Linked DNA regions of Callithrix jacchus: region 1 is linked to region 2. A link is a contact called in public Hi-C data. All regions are on one chromosome and are shown on one strand. Each heading gives the region's core, a stretch centred on a gene start, on an enhancer-like site or on the middle of the called end of the contact. The rest is flanking DNA. Distances are from core to core; before and after follow the strand shown. Region 1 overlaps ITGB6 (integrin subunit beta 6). Region 2 has its middle 170 kb from the start of TANK.

Region 1 (3,638 bases), core at 209-2,708, 870 kb after region 2:
AACACTTTGTATTCAGTGAAAGGGAGAGAGAACTTTATATTTAGTAGAGAAGAAAGTAGGGGAGAAGGTATTAAGACTTTGATTGAGAAGGATTCAAATTTTAGTGGGTATCAGGCTCCATTGAGGAACTTGTTAAAAATGCCTATATCCTGAGGCAGCATCATCTGAGGTGTGGTCCAGGCCTCTGCCTTTTAACAACTACGCTGGCAAGCCTGATACAAAGGGTCCCAAAATCTCCCTGTGAGTGACAGCCCTAACAACACGGACTGTGTTCTCATTTTCTCATAGGTGCCTCATATTTTCTGTCTTTAATTAGTGATGTGTTCCTCCCTGAACCGTTCCTGCAGATATGACAGCTGCATTAAATCAGGCCTCATCAGACCTTGTTCACAAACTCCTCCCCGCAAAAGCATGGAGCCTAAGTTCTGCCACAGACAATAGCGATAAGGCCAGGCCATAAAGCAGATAGATGTGTTTTGTTGTGTGTGCTTCCTTCTCGATGTGCTGATAAAATATCAAATCCTGAACTTGAAACCAAAGGTATCAAATTGGCATCACTTAAGAGCATAAAAACCACACCAATGTCAAGGGAACCAAAACGTAGGTTCAAGACCATTATATCCCAATCAAGAAAACGTATCAGAAAAAAATATCACATTGCAGTTGCTAAGGGCAAGGGAGAAATAGAGGTTGGCACAATCCAAGGAATCTGAAGATGATTGTGAACTTGGCCTTGAAGCTCAGGTATGCAGAGTGCTCCTGGAGACTCGCTCTGGAAAAATCTTATGTAAATCATCTCCTTAGAAATGCATACATAAAATGTGTCTTATGGCCGTTTATTAGGGAAACATAAGGTAAATCCTGCCGTACAAGGAAGAATTACTTTCTAATACCAAAAAAGCCTGCCTGCTCATTATCTGTCTTATAAAATAAAATTCTCCAACTACACTCCTGACCCTTTGTGACTGTGGCAGTGGCTTTAGCAAGTTATCTTGAAATCAAAGCCATCCCTTACAGTATTGATTCTATTGAAAAAGTGAGTTCCAAACAACAAAAACAAATTTCCAGAATAAGTCCTGCTTTTAATTCAGAGAATTTTCTATCTAGTTAGTGATTTTTTTTCAGTGAAACATGCCCTGGGCTAAATGCCTCCTCATTACTGAACTGTTGTCTGTTCTTTTATTCTTCCACACAATGTGAGTGGTACCACAAATGCCATTCTGCAGAGCACGCACAGATGCCCTGATGCTTTTTATTATGGAGTGTTATTATCCCTATGTTTTTGTAGTAGGAAAAAGTGAGGGAAAAATGACCTCCCTGAGGCTTAATAAGAGTCACCTGAAAGCTTCCAGGCTCCCTCTTCCTCAGCAAATGTCTGCATGGTTGAGTAGGCCTGGGGCTTCCAGGAGCCAGCAGAGCGGAACCTGTCCCCGAAGCTCATAGTCTCTCCGGTCTCCCATCTTTCAGACCAGGTAGCCTGGTGGAGGCTTGGGTAGAGGCAGCAAACTGAGACATGAGAAAGGGGAGAGATTGATGATCCCCAGGGTCCTCTAAGCAAATTGAAAAAAGAACTGAGTGAAGGGTCACTACTAGTGTGCTTGTGGACATAAGCACCTTCTTTCATCTTCTTTCTTTCCTCTACCATCTGGAGGGACTTCCAGAGCATAAGAGCCACAATGGAGTCAAGGAATGATAGTTGGGAAGGCTCCCTGGCTGGAAAGTACCAACTGGGGTAGATGCTTTACCCACAGGTTCCAACTTGGAGGCTTCAGGCCCTTGAGGTGACGAGGATAGAAAAGGGGAAAGAGTGCTGTATTTGCTGTATCTATAATAATATTATTATTTTAGCAGCTCTCATTTTTGAACCCTTACTAATACCATTTGCCAGATGTTGTTCTATGTATTTTACATGTATTAATTCGCTTAATATTCTTAACAACCATATTAAAACAGGTACCACTATTATTTTCATTTTAAAGGTAAGGAAATTGAGGCATGGAGATATTAAATAATTTGCTAGGTCTGGCAGTAATTATGTGCCAGAGCTGATGTGGGGAGCTCTAGCAGCCTGGCCAGGAGCCCATGGTCTGAACCACTGTGCTCTACTGCCTCCTACTGGCTGTACAATTATCATACATTTCTGAATTACAAAAAGATGTTAGATCAGCCTCATCCAACAGAACTGCTAGGCAAATCAATATATAATTTAAATTTTTCTAGTAATTACATTAAAAAGTAAAAGAAAGAGGTAAAATGAATTTTATTTACCATGTTATCCAAAATATTGTCATTTCAACATGTAATCAATATAAAAGCTGACATATTTTACATTTTTTTCATACCAAATGTTCAAAATCAGTGTGTATTTCACACATATAGTGTAACCTAATTGGGAAAAGTCACATTTCAAGCACTCAATAGGCACACTAAGCTACCAAATTTGGTAACACACGTAGCAGAGTTAGATACGCAGGACCTTAGAAGTAGGTGCTGCACAAACCTGCACTCGATAGGCAACACGGTACACAGTGATAGAGGTGACCCTCTTCTTCCATGTAAAGCTCAATTTTCAGTCTGAGCATCTCAAGAAACATCAGAGTATGAAAAGTGAAGATTTCTATAGTGTAAGACCTTCTCTGGCACTTGGGCCAAAATCTTTTCTTGAGAAATGGTTAGTTCCTGAAGACTTTCAGTTCTGAAAATAATTATCTCTGCCAGACCACACCCATTCCTTCTTTAGTCCCTCCTGGAGGAGCCTCCTAATGCATGTCCAGGTGCAGGATTGTAGCAAGCTTCTTCTTGCTTTGAGCAGGAACATACTTTGCCCCACCCCAGACATTTCTTAGCCAAAAATGTAGCCAGCATATATTCTCATGATACAAGCCTGCTACTTTATTTGCAGGAATGTTGCTAACCTATTAGAAGCAGCTATGGTTCATTTGCTATGTGAGAATAGAGTCTTTAGATCTTCATACAGTAATAGCTATGTCATTAGCTCCTTTACTTATTTCTGCATAATTTCTTTACATGGTTTCTTGGACAAAGAACAAAAATGTGTGAGACCAGGCATCATGCTGTTAGTGGGTAATTAGTCCCACTCAGATTCACATCGACTCTAGATCCTTACCTTAAAGATAGTATGACTGGTCATATGTGTATAACTGTCCTTATTAAATATCTAAAAGCAGTAAGACTTAGGATAAACTAAGCATGATTCATTTCCTCCCCGGATACCATGGATTTTGCCTCATTTCTTGCAGAGGGATGCAGATATGTAATGATAAATTTATGTGGGATTTTTTTCCATGAAAGAGGAGAGTATAATTATGATGTTTCATTAAGAAATGTATCATCTCCTAGGCATACTGTAAGGACTATTAGTCATTCTGCTGTGAATGAGGAAAAGTACTATATGATTGCAAAATTATATTAATTTCATCAATAGAGTCAAAATAACATTTCATAAAATATGCAGGTTGAATATAAAGTACCCTACAGAACATCTAATTTCCCAAACTTCCTTGAAGATAAGAATCATTTAGAATATTTAATAATAGAAGATTGGTGGCCTTATCCAATACCTACTGAATCAGAATACTGGGGAAAGGGAAGCTGTGTTAGTAATAAACATGAACACT
Region 2 (3,500 bases), core at 515-3,014:
TGAAGTCTCAGGATCTGTCTTGAATATGCTATGTGGATGCTGGTGAATGATTGAAACTCCCAATCTCAAGCTCCCCCTCATCTCATACCTATATAGTATCTGGTCTCCACATCCAATTCTCTGGACTACCCCTTCACTCTCCTGCTCACAAAAGTCAAATTCCATTGTTAATTACATAACGCAAATAAATACTTGATTTACTTTTAACATCAATTCAGCATTAGGCAGGCTTATTATGTATTTATGCATATATATATTTACCCTTTTCTGAGTCATATACCTTAGGGAAGTAGACACTTGGTCTTCTATTCTTGCCTGAACAACACCTGGAATATCAGAAAATGACAGAGTATCATCACTGGAAGGACTTAGAACCCTGGTAATAAACATGTGGCCTGTGGATCAGCAGCATCAGCATTGCCCAGTAGAAAGTGAAACTCTCTGACCCTACCCCAGGCCGAAGAGTTAGAATTTGCATTTTAATAAGATCCCCAGGTGCATATTAAAGTTTTTGAAGCAGAGCTTAACAGCTCATCTGGTTCTTACTCTTACTTTCCAAAGAAAGATACTGAAGCCTAGAGAGAACAAGGCTGGTCTTCCAGGTCAGCTGCAGGTAGGGCTACAACCAGGGTGAGAACCTAGCCTTCTTTCTCCACGGACATTGTGTTCTGCACAGCACCACCTGCCTCCAGCATTTTGGATGACTGTACATCTTAGCCTGTATGGGAAGCATCAACATTTGTCTTAATGCGGTCTTTCTCCAAAAAGACTTCCCTCAATTCTTATTTCCAATATCCCCAGGGATATCCAACTTTCAAAATGCAGACTTCTAAATTTTTATAAAGAAATGAACTAAACACTCTTTGGGGAAATAAAGTTTTTTTTTTCCCCTTGCATTTGTTTACTTCTCTGTAAGCTCCTGAGATGGCTAACACACTAGTTGTTAATCACACCATCTGTTCAAACAGCACTTCTAAATCATTCGATTCATACTTTTCTTTTTAAGGAATTTTTTTTTTCTGAACAATATGTTTGTGCCTGTGTTACTCCCATCATTTGGCAATGCAGTTTGAGCTATTTAAACTTTCCTATTTATTGTCAATGGCTTTTCAATCAGCAAATATTTTTTAAATGTGCATACACCACCAAAAGCTGTGTCTACTAACTTTTCAAACATTGAAAACAGTAGAAAAATCTGTTCCAGTCTGTCTGCTGTCAAATTTTTAACCATCTGATTATATTTCAATGAAGTGTTTAGGAAGATGATTTATCTGGCTGACCCTGGGAAATTTTCCTCATTGGCCCTGAAGATGGCAGTGCTGTGCAATTCAGTACAACTTCTTACCTTTTTTTTTTTTTTTTTCTTCTCCCCTCCTCTAAAAGGAATTTCTGGAATGGCAGAAAGTGGGGGAGGATTCACTAAATCTGAACCTTCTAACACTTAGCATAAACCTCTTCTGAACTCTGGGACAGTTAGGTTTATCTTTGGGTTCCTTTTTGTTGTTGTTGTTTAAAGCTGTATCCAATGCGTTTCCTGTTTCCAGTCCAGATTAGAAATGGAAATAGTTTAAAGGTTATTCTCATATCATGGGTAACCAGGAAGTGCTTATACAGCTTACTGAGAAGCTGATTTTCACAAGACTGCTTAGTTTTAAAAACAAACAAAAAATCTAACAAAGGCCCAATCCAAGATAAGCAGGAGCTAAGAATACTGGCGATTCTGAATTCCTACTGGGACCACATCTCTGGAAGCCTGCCTCTCCTGGTTTCCTTTTCTTAACCACGGAGGCCTGCTGCCTGCTGACATTCTTTACATTTCATTAGCGGGGTCTGGAGAAGTGGGTTTAGAGGGACACATGCTCAGGCTTCAGGCAGGAGAGACCAGAGGGTAATTTCTTGGTCCTGTCATTGTTAGGGTATGGACATGGGAACAGAGGTGGGGACAGGAGTGTGTAGATTCACCCAACTTGTTTTTGGGATTCTCAAAGTTCAGTGACAATTCAGCTAGCCAGAAAACATTTATTAAAAACAATTAGGGGAGAGGGTTTATATTAAGTGTTGTTATGAATAAAAATAACCAGCAATGTTACGTGTCATAAGCCAATTCCCTTGCTAAATATTGTAGCAACATCTCATTTAATCTTCACCCACAACTGTGTGAGATAGGTAATATACTTGTTTTTTAATTTAACATATAAACTGAGGGACAGAGGGGATAGGAAATGTGGTTAAGGTCCTATACTTGTATGTAAAGTTGTTAAGTAAAATGGCCTATGCATTACCTAGGGCACTCCTCAAAGTGTGGTACCTAGACCTACACCATCAGCATCACTGGGGAACTTGTTAAAAAGGCAAATTCTCTGTCTGTACCCTGGACCTGCTAAATCTGAAACACCAGTGGTGGAGCCTGACCATATGTGTTTTAACAAGCCCCCACAAGTGATTCTTATACACATTATTGTATGAAAACCACTGAAGTAGGTAGTTATCTATAGTAACTTGGCAGAAAATGATGGAACTCCAGTGCCAAAATGCATGCTGTGGAAGGAAATTTCTCACTAGTTGCCAGTTTGAAGGATGGACAGGTAGCACAGCACAGCCCTAATGTACGTCCTTGTTTGGGTGAAGGCTGGCTGGTTTTAAACTTGCTTTTACTCATGTCCTTGAGGTGAATGGCATCTTCCAGGAGGACCTTTCTCTCACATCACTTCCCACCACCTATTTTCCCAACCCTCCCCCCAGGCCTGGGGAATTCTTGGCTTTGAGGGGGTGAAGGGATCGGAGATGGAGGTATAAATGAGGACAACTACCAAGAAATCATCTCATTTTCTTCTAAACCTTTCATCTCAGTCTTTGAAAGTCCAAAGCCAGGAAAATATTCCTTTCTTTTCTACTTTCTGTGATCTTATCCTCTATCAGACAATGAGCTTAGAATAGGTAGAATGGAAGGTGAAGAAAGATAAAAGTAGGAAGAATATACTGCTTAGTGTTTCAAAATTATTGCAACACACTGGAATGCAAACTACTAGGTTTTCATATTCCTCCTAAAAATGCCTTGGGCAGAGATTCAGCACACAGAAACTAGAGGTAGCTCTGAGTTGTTGAAAGTGATTTGAGAAGCTCCACTTACATCTTCTTAGATGTAAGAAAAAAATCTTTCTTCTATCAAGGATCTAATGTAACTTGTTTCTTCTTAGAAGTTTGTTCTTTTAAGTAAAGCTGGGCTCTATCTTGGCGTTTATTATTTAGAATGCAAATTTCTTCCTAGAGAATACCCCTTAGTTTGCCAGATGCTTGCTGGGAATACCCTTCTCTTTCTTTCCATCTGTCCTCTCTAAATCCCTCCTTCAGCATCCATCTTAATTCTAAACTATTCTTTTAAATATTTGCTGATCATTCCAGCCAGTATTGCTTTCTGTCTTTTCTTACCACTCATATCACTTACACGTTCACTTTAGAAAACTTCTTTTATACTGCCTTCCTTACTTTATCTTCTATTT

Evidence for each region. Hi-C and Micro-C count contacts between places; a contact is called where the count stands out from the background.
Region 1: a contact with region 2 is called in a Hi-C map of skeletal muscle, with 5 times the contacts expected there. The contact joins two enhancer-like sites. A contact is called at or near these places in 2 of 3 Hi-C or Micro-C datasets (both in skeletal muscle).

The regions. Positions count from the first base shown.
Region 1 is chr6:69,723,078-69,726,715 of calJac240_pri, forward strand. The region is part of intron 13 of ITGB6 (integrin subunit beta 6); the gene reads left to right. Among named protein-coding and RNA genes, the nearest start is that of PLA2R1, 39 kb to the right of the region's middle. Within about 2 kb of position 1,459, at least 1 of the 16 cell types and tissues checked has an H3K27ac peak or open chromatin away from gene starts, as enhancers often do. A contact at or near this core is called in skeletal muscle, where this site is marked.
Region 2 is chr6:68,848,192-68,851,691 of calJac240_pri, forward strand. No RefSeq gene overlaps it. Among named protein-coding and RNA genes, the nearest start is that of TANK, 170 kb to the left of the region's middle. Within about 2 kb of position 1,765, at least 8 of the 16 cell types and tissues checked have an H3K27ac peak or open chromatin away from gene starts, as enhancers often do. A contact at or near this core is called in skeletal muscle, where this site is marked.